Regions from separate parts of the Gossypium hirsutum genome. Here region 1 is linked to region 2. The links are chromatin contacts, called in public Hi-C maps. All regions are on one chromosome and are shown on one strand. Each heading gives the region's core, a stretch centred on a gene start, on an enhancer-like site or on the middle of the called end of the contact. The rest is flanking DNA. Distances are from core to core; before and after follow the strand shown.

The links. Hi-C and Micro-C count contacts between places; a contact is called where the count stands out from the background.
Region 1: a contact with region 2 is called in a Hi-C map of leaf, with 2.4 times the contacts expected there. The contact joins the enhancer-like site here to the promoter of LOC107914372 in region 2. A contact is called at or near these places in 5 of 34 Hi-C or Micro-C datasets (callus, hypocotyl and leaf).

Annotation. Positions count from the first base shown.
Region 1 is chrD10:14,467,879-14,472,135 of Gossypium_hirsutum_v2.1, forward strand. No RefSeq gene overlaps it. Among protein-coding and RNA genes, the nearest start is that of LOC121222430, 7.6 kb to the right of the region's middle. Within about 2 kb of position 1,288, at least 1 of the 9 cell types and tissues checked has an H3K27ac peak or open chromatin away from gene starts, as enhancers often do. A contact at or near this core is called in leaf, where this site is marked.
Region 2 is chrD10:14,379,008-14,382,979 of Gossypium_hirsutum_v2.1, forward strand. LOC107914372 (homeobox-leucine zipper protein ATHB-6) reads left to right here and starts at 1,678. Exons shown (of 3, transcript XM_016843272.2): 1 at 1,678-2,225; 2 at 2,322-2,707; 3 at 2,806-3,599. The coding sequence starts at 2,165. The coding sequence ends at 3,222.

The sequences.
Region 1 (4,257 bases), core at 38-2,537, 88 kb after region 2:
AAATTTAAAATCGATTCAACTTGGAACAAAAAAAATATTCTTATCCGAACTCACCTTCACTAGTCTCCAGCATATATAGCAAATTAGGTGTGCCACTCAACTTGTATACAAGTCTATCTAAAAAAATCAATTATATCATATTCAGCAATTCAAATTTGAGTATTTTAACACTTAATTAATTGCGTCTAAGTTATTGAGTAACCCAAATTAGTTTTCGAGTGTAATTGAGTGTTTTTAATACCTAATTTTTATTAATTTTTTTTAGTTAAAAACTTGACAAAGGTTCGAGTAAAAAAATCAAGATAATTTTTTATTAAAGGTTAAATTACACAATTCTTCGCTTTAACTTTTAAAAGTATCAAAAAAATATTTTTCATTTTAGGCATAGCTATCAAAAACCATTTTCATTAGGTACTGCTGGTAAAATTGTTTTCATTTTGATCACCTGCTACTAATTTAATATTATTGTATATTCATTTTAGTTACTTAACTTTAGTAATATTTTTTATTTGTCTTTAATTTTTTGGACTTAATTTTAGTTTTTTAGTAAAAGGGAATGACTTGGGTGTGCATGGAAAAATTTAGATATTTAAAAATCATTTATCTTTTTAATTTTCTTTATTTTTCTCTTTTTTAGAATTAATTTTAATTTTTCCCGATAAAAAGAAAATTTTGGAGTTTTATAGGGAAATAACTGAGTTTTATAACTTGAGTTTTTCTTTTTTAGTGAAAAGCAGAAAACTTGGATTTTTCTAGTAAATTACCTAAGTTTTTACACGAAAAATTTTGAATTTTTATAATGAATTGAGTTATAAGAAAAAACTCAAGTTTCATCTTTGCCGTTGAATAATTCAATTTCATGTATAAATTTAAATTTTTTCTTTTTTTAATAAAATTAATTTTAAAAGAAAACGAGTAATTAAAATAAAAATTTATTAAAGTTGAATAGCTGAAACTTATTTTATAATCAAACTTAAACTTTTGTGACTGGATTGAAGAGTTGGTTTAGAGTAAATGAAGAAATAGTAGCATAATGAAGCAAACTGAGCAAGGACGTCCCACCGGGAAATTTGCAAACGCTTGCTATGATGGAAGCAGGATCTGACACTTGAAGTTTAATCTTGCTGAAGATGAATTGTACACCTGATTTGATTTGCCTAAAACACTCAACTTTACCCAGAAATTTTATATTTTTATTCTTTTTCTTGAAGCTAATGTGGCTGTCAATATCTACTTGATGTGCAAACATCCAAAAACACAAGCTGAAATCCAAGCGAAAAACAAATGTGCCCCAGACTTTCGTGGACTGGGAGACTTATCCATATTCGAAGCTAAGCTTTAAAAATAATAATTTTAAATATAATATAATATTCAAAAAATGAATTTGATTATTTTCTATATGGATAGAACTTTTGGTAAGATTTTTTTAGTTGCGGAATATATTATATTATAAAAATATTATATTAATTATATATGTTAAATCATATTTATATTTATATTAAATCATTAACTTCATAACAATTAAATCTATTACTCAAAATTTAAAAAATAATTCACCTAAAATATAAAATTTTAAATTATATATTTAATACAATAAAATATTTATTATATTTATTTGTGTTTTTTAATATAATAAAATATTTATTATATTTATGGCAGTGTTTTTTACTATAAATATTTTTGATGTGTTAGAAAACTTTTATTTTAACATTTTTTAGTGTTGTATTATATTTTTTAATTTTTTTTCAAATAAAAATTAATATAAAAAATCAAATATGAGCAAGTCGGGTCAGGCTCAAATTTACCTTTCTTAAATTGAACCGAACTTGGACAAAAAAAGTAAGTCCATTTTTCGAGTTGAACCCGAGCTTGAATATTTGGTTTAAATACCTTGTATAGGCTTGACTTAAATTTGGCTTAGTCCAACCCATAAACACCTCAACCCTAGACTCTGTATAAGCATGTTTACTTTTATGGATAACAGAGAACTCCCTTGTTTGAATCTATTTTGTTTAAATGTAATGTCAATCTCGATTTAATTCAATTGATTTATTTAAGAGCACAATAGTGTTTTTTTAACATTATAGAAAAATAGTTAAATTTCAGTTTTGATATTTTTATTATGTTTAAATTTTAATTTTAATTCTTAATATAAATTGATTTTTATTTTTTATAATAATATTAATTAGTTCAAATAATTAATATCATTAACTTTTCGATTAAAATGTTACAAGATTAAGGGTACACGTGATCTCTCATTTTTTGGGGTTTGCTTTGCTTCGTGTTTTTAGGCATTATTAGACGATGGTCGAACTTTAGTTTAACTCTTATACTAGGCTGAAACATGATATTTCATCTATATACTTCATTTTTTTGACATAATTTGGTCATTCTATTTTATAATATCATTAGTTAGTCTAAATAATTATATTGTGAACTATTTCAATTAAAATGTTGACGTCATTTTTATAAGAACACTATTTCAACAAAATGTTAAAAGAGTTATATTGTTAACATTTTTGTAAGTTACTATAGAACAAAAGGGTATTAGAAAGCATTAGAGTTTGTGTTTTGAGAAGCTCTCTAAAATGTTTAATAATAGAGAAAGTTTAATAAAATAAGCGAGAGGATTAATGAAGGGAAAAGGAGAGGAATAAAGGAGAAAGCGCACTCTTCATTTGCCCTTTTCCTGTGTGATCCGCGTGTTATACAAATGGTGTTGTCCGCTTCACCTATTTTCGAAGGTTTTTATTATCTTTTAAGTTTTTCTTTAAAATAAATTTATAGACTCTTTAATTAAGACGAACTTGTACTAAACTTATTGATTATTTTGTAAAATTCCCCTTGTATGAAACCTTTTTTATGAAAAAAAAAAAACGTAAGTGATATAACATGGATTTAAAATGACTCCAAGCTATTTCAATTGTCACTGTCTTATTGACTTGGCGTACCTTGCCGAACAAGTACTAGGGAGGAATTCAAGCTTGTTAATTGCTCTTAGGTTCTATTATTATTATTATTATTATGAAATTAAGTACTTTTAAGAAAAATGAAAAAAAAAAAAGTCATTCTCACTACAGGTGGCATACATTTAAACCGGAATGGAACTTAAAAAGGTGGAGGCTCCTTCACCAATCAGCAGATATCTGGCAGAGAGAGCATTAAACGTTAAACCAGGCTCAGCTCAGCAGGTGGTGCCTTGCCTCGTGGGGGTGTGGGGGCAACAAAAGCCACAGCTCGAATTTAATTGCATATCTGATAGGACTCTTTATCTACCCCTATTTATGAATAAGTTGATGAGACAATACATTGAAAGAGAAAGCCTCATTTAATGGATTTAACTGTAAATCAACACTATTGCTTTCACATTGCATCTCCCCTGGGTTTTGTCAGGATGGATGGGCCCTTTACTCCACCATTATGATGTTACAATATCTATTTCTATTCAACACAACTGGGTTTTTCCTAATGTCGACAAACATTTGGATGTTAGCCGTTTCTTTGTTGCTTCATTGTAGATAACGAATTCAACCTACATATCTTTCCATTTTCTTCCCCATTTATTCAAATTTACATCCATAACTGTTACATAATCTCATTTATTATAATGGGAGTGATTGAATTTTGGTGTCACTCTTAATTCCACATTTAGATTGAGTTTTTAATTTTATTGTTTGATAATGAATAAATTTATTTAGTTAATTGAGTTTTATCTCGATTGATATCAATATTTTTAGTGTAGGAAATGAATTTAAACATATTGAATCATGTTTGTCCTCCTATTTATGATTTATATAAATGTTACGGATAGTTCTAAGCCGTATATGAAAAAATAGATAAATTAATTTAAACCATTTTTAGTACTTCTATACAAATGTGAGTGATTAGATGTAGTTGGTAGTGAAATATGTAGTTAGTGAGCCATTTATAGATCTAAGGGTATTTAGACTTTTTAATTTTTAGAGCAAACTACATTCATTGTCCCTAAATTTTGGTTGAGATTACGTTTCAACCACATAATTTTTTTTACTTACATAATAGCCATTAACTTGATCAAATAGTTACATTTTTTTCACTCATTTATTACCTCCCGTTCAAATGATGGAGTGGCACATTGATATAAAGGGCTAATAACCAATTTGGTCCCTAAAATATAAATAAAATATTATTTTGATATTTTATTAATAACATATATTTTTTTTTATTTTTTAAATAATCTCGTTATAAGTTCTGATCATATCTGTTATTTTTTATGCA
Region 2 (3,972 bases), core at 428-2,927:
GACGTTTGTAGCCGTTAGAAACAAAATAGAGTCGTTACAGCCATAAAACTAGCATTAAATGCAGTTTGCATCTTCGTTGTATCGATAGAAGTTCTTCCAAAATATGATCGTTGGGCTCATTATATCAGTAGAGGTCCTCTTGTATCGGTAGAACTCTGAGGGTTTCAAGTATCAGTAGAACCCAGCAGAGTATCGGTAGAAGTGCAGGGGAGGCTGAACTTTGGCTACTAGCTTGACTTGTCTAAGTAGAATTCCTTAAGGTATCGTTAGAACTCTGGTTGTATCGATAGATCGGACCAAGGTATCGATAGACATTCCAGGCCAAAACTACCTTGCACACTTGCGTGCGTTCTACTGATAGAAGTTTGGGTTGTATCGGTAGAACCCAAAGTTGTATCGATAGAATTCCCAATTCTATCGGTAGAATTCTGTAGCCTTTTCAAAGTCTTTCCATCTTGAGTTCTACGATACTTGTCCTCCTAAGTATCGGTAGAAGTCCTTCAAACTTCAAAAACTTATTAAAAATTAAGTTAATTTAAGGCTTTTTAAATGTTTATCTTGTCCAACACTTTGAAAATAAGTTTACGGGCTTCTAAACAATTTTTCCAAATCTAAGTAGAGGATTTTTAATATACTTTTTGTTATATCAAAATACTTGAAAAACTAGAGCTAACATAATATAAACATGAAATTTTGATTTTGTTTCAACTATATGTATGAAATTTTGATTTTGATTTTTTTGTATACATTAAGAAAATAGAATCAATTATTTTTTATTAGTAAATATATTTATTTTTTATGCAATAATTAAACTTAAAATAGTGTCATGTCATTAGTATGTGAAAATTGATTAAAATAAAAAAAATGTCATACATGCACATGTGGAAAATTAAAAACTTTGTATCACAATATATATTAATAGGGGAGAGTAAAAGTCGATGTGAGTTGGGAAAACGAAAAAAAAATTAGTTTTGTAGTAATCGAATCTAGTTATTTGGTTTTTCTAAATCAACTCAAATAAGTAATTCAGTTTTTCGAGTTCGAATCGAGTTAAATTTCATAACTTACATGATTTGATTAATTCAAATAACAAATTAGTGTATATACCCCTTGAATCCCTGTCAATTTAGAAAAATGAACAAATTAATTCCTCTCAAACAAAATTACAAAATATTCTTTAAAATATTTTTATAAAACTGATAGATTTTATAAACTTCTAAAAATTATATACAAAATTTAAATTATAAAAAAATGTTTTTTTCCAAAATGACAAATTTGGGGCATTGAACAATTAAATTTTCAAACCAAGTTTATCACGAGGAGTATCTTTTTTCTTTTTATTTTACTTTAAAATAGTTTTTAAATATATATGATTTTAAATTTATATACTCTAATTTTAAATTATTTATACCGTTAATAATATTTAATTTGATCTTTTTATTTTTTTAAATTTAACTTGAAAAATATTATTTAACTTTTATTTCACTCAAGTCGATTTAAACCAATAAAATTAAAATAATAGAATAGAACTCATATACAGTAAACTAAAACATTGCATTTGGATTGAATTTTGGGTTCATTTGCATTTGCTTTGCTGATTGTACCTAACCCTAGTAAGATTCTAACCCAAATACGACCTATCTTAGTTTTATTTAAAGGTATGGGAAACTTTGCTAGCCAGCTCCTTCTAATATCTTCTCTTTCATCTCTCTTTCACCTGAAAATACCTCCTCCGTCTTCTTCTTCTTTTCACAATTTTCTTTTCTCGATGAACAGTCTTTTAGACTACTATAATTTGATTATAATGTAAAAGAAAAAAAATAGAATTCATAATATTATATATTTTGATTCTCATGGAAGCTTTGATTGTTGGGTATTTTAGGTTTTGTTTATTTTTCTTGTTATGTCTATTGTTGGATGGGAACTGAGAGTAAGAAAGAAACTGTGTGAAAGAAGAACAAAAATGGTGGAGAAGTTAAGACAGGACAGTGGTTGTTGTTTTCATGTTGTAAACTATTACAACTTTGTACAATTTGGTCTTGTTTTAAACAAGTCAGTTTGAGTTTCAATCTTAGTTGAATCTCTTTTAACAACAAAATCCATTGAAAATCTTTTAAAGAAAAAAAAAAGATTGTTGATTTCATCATTAAGTTCATCATCAACCATGAAGAGACTTGGCAGCTCAGATTCATTGAGTGCTTTGATGTCAATCTGCCCAACTTCAGGTCTAATAAAACAAACCCAACTTTTATTACCAAAAAATAAAAGATCTTTGATGTTCATCAGTGTCTTAATTGTTGATATGTTTTGATTTGGTACAGATGAACATAGTCCAAGAAACAACAACAATGTTTACAGTCGAGAGTTTCAGTCGATGTTAGAAGGATTCGATGAAGAAGGTTGTTTTGAAGAATTAACAGTCGGCCATGGCGGCGGTGCCAAGAAGAGAAGATTAAGTGTGGATCAAGTGAAGGCATTGGAGAAGAATTTTGAAGTTGAAAACAAACTCGAACCCGACAGAAAATCGAAACTAGCTCAAGAACTTGGGTTGCAACCACGACAAGTTGCTGTCTGGTTTCAAAACCGACGTGCTAGATGGAAAACAAAGCAATTGGAAAGAGATTATGGAGTTCTTAAGACCAGTTATGAATCTCTTAAGCTCAATTATAATAACCTCCGCCATGAAAATGAAGATCTTCTCAAACAGGTAATTATTAATAATAATTATTCATTTATCTTAGTAAGACTGGGAATCTCTTTGAGTTTAATTTGTAAAGCAAAGTTGAAGGTCTGAAAATGATGCAGATTAGTGAGCTGAAGGCAAAACTCATCGAGCCGCCGCCGGGTTCATCTTTGGGTACCTCATCGGAGCCGGCGGAAGTGAACTGCGAGAGCTTCAACGACGGCGGCGGCAATGGATCAGTTGGTGGTGGTGGCGACACTTTTTTTCCGGACTTGAAAGACGGATCATCGGATAGTGATTCGAGCGCTATCTTGAATGAAGAAAACAACAGCGGCGGAGACATGGAGGGGGGCAGCCCAAACAACGGGGCGGCTTCTTCACCGTCCTCCATGAATAACTGCTTCCAGTTGTTCAAAACAACGTATCAAACCCCGCAATATGTGAAAATGGAAGAGCATGATTTCATCAGTAGTACTGCAGATGAAGTCTGCAATTTCTTTTCAGATGAACAAGCTCCAAGTCTTCAATGGTGGATCTAATCTAAATCAAACATATATGTATGTATGTAATTATGGGATTAAAGAAACGGAATGCAAGAGAATAAGGCAAACTCTCCAAGAATTTTGTCCGAAGAAGAAGAAGAGAGAAATTAATGGGTTGAACTGGAGGCGGTGGAAGTTGAATTCAATACCCAATAGGTGGCGAGTGGCCAGTGCGGCGGTGCACGCGGTGGGCGAATGATTAGGTCGTAATTGGAAGCTTTTTTTTTACTGTTCTTCTACTGTAAATGGAAAAATGTCCAAAATCCTTCGGAGGAAAAGTAAAGCTTTTTTTCCTTCTAATGGTAAAGCTTTTTTTCCTTCTAATGGTGAAAAAGCAGAAAAAAAAATAAAGTAGATCATCATCATCATCATCATCATCATGATTTCTCTTAGAAAGTTGAAAATTTTAGGGCAGACATTTACCCGTTATCTCCAATTCAGAAACCTTAATATTATAATTATACCACCATTGCACCCTTTTTCATGACACCAAATTCTTGGATTCCTTATCTCACAACTTAAACAATTGAGATCAATTTAACCTGGATTTGATTTATTTAATTCAGGTTGCCATGTAGGTAAGTTATCATTAAATTACGGTTCAATGTCCTCTTTAATCCCTAAAATATATTGATTTTCCTACTTTAGTCCTTAAGGTTTGTTACATCTCGAAAATTGGGTTAGAAAAATTGAGAATGATCACACCCTGATTTTTTAAATTAAGGTTGTGAAATTTATGTAAAATAA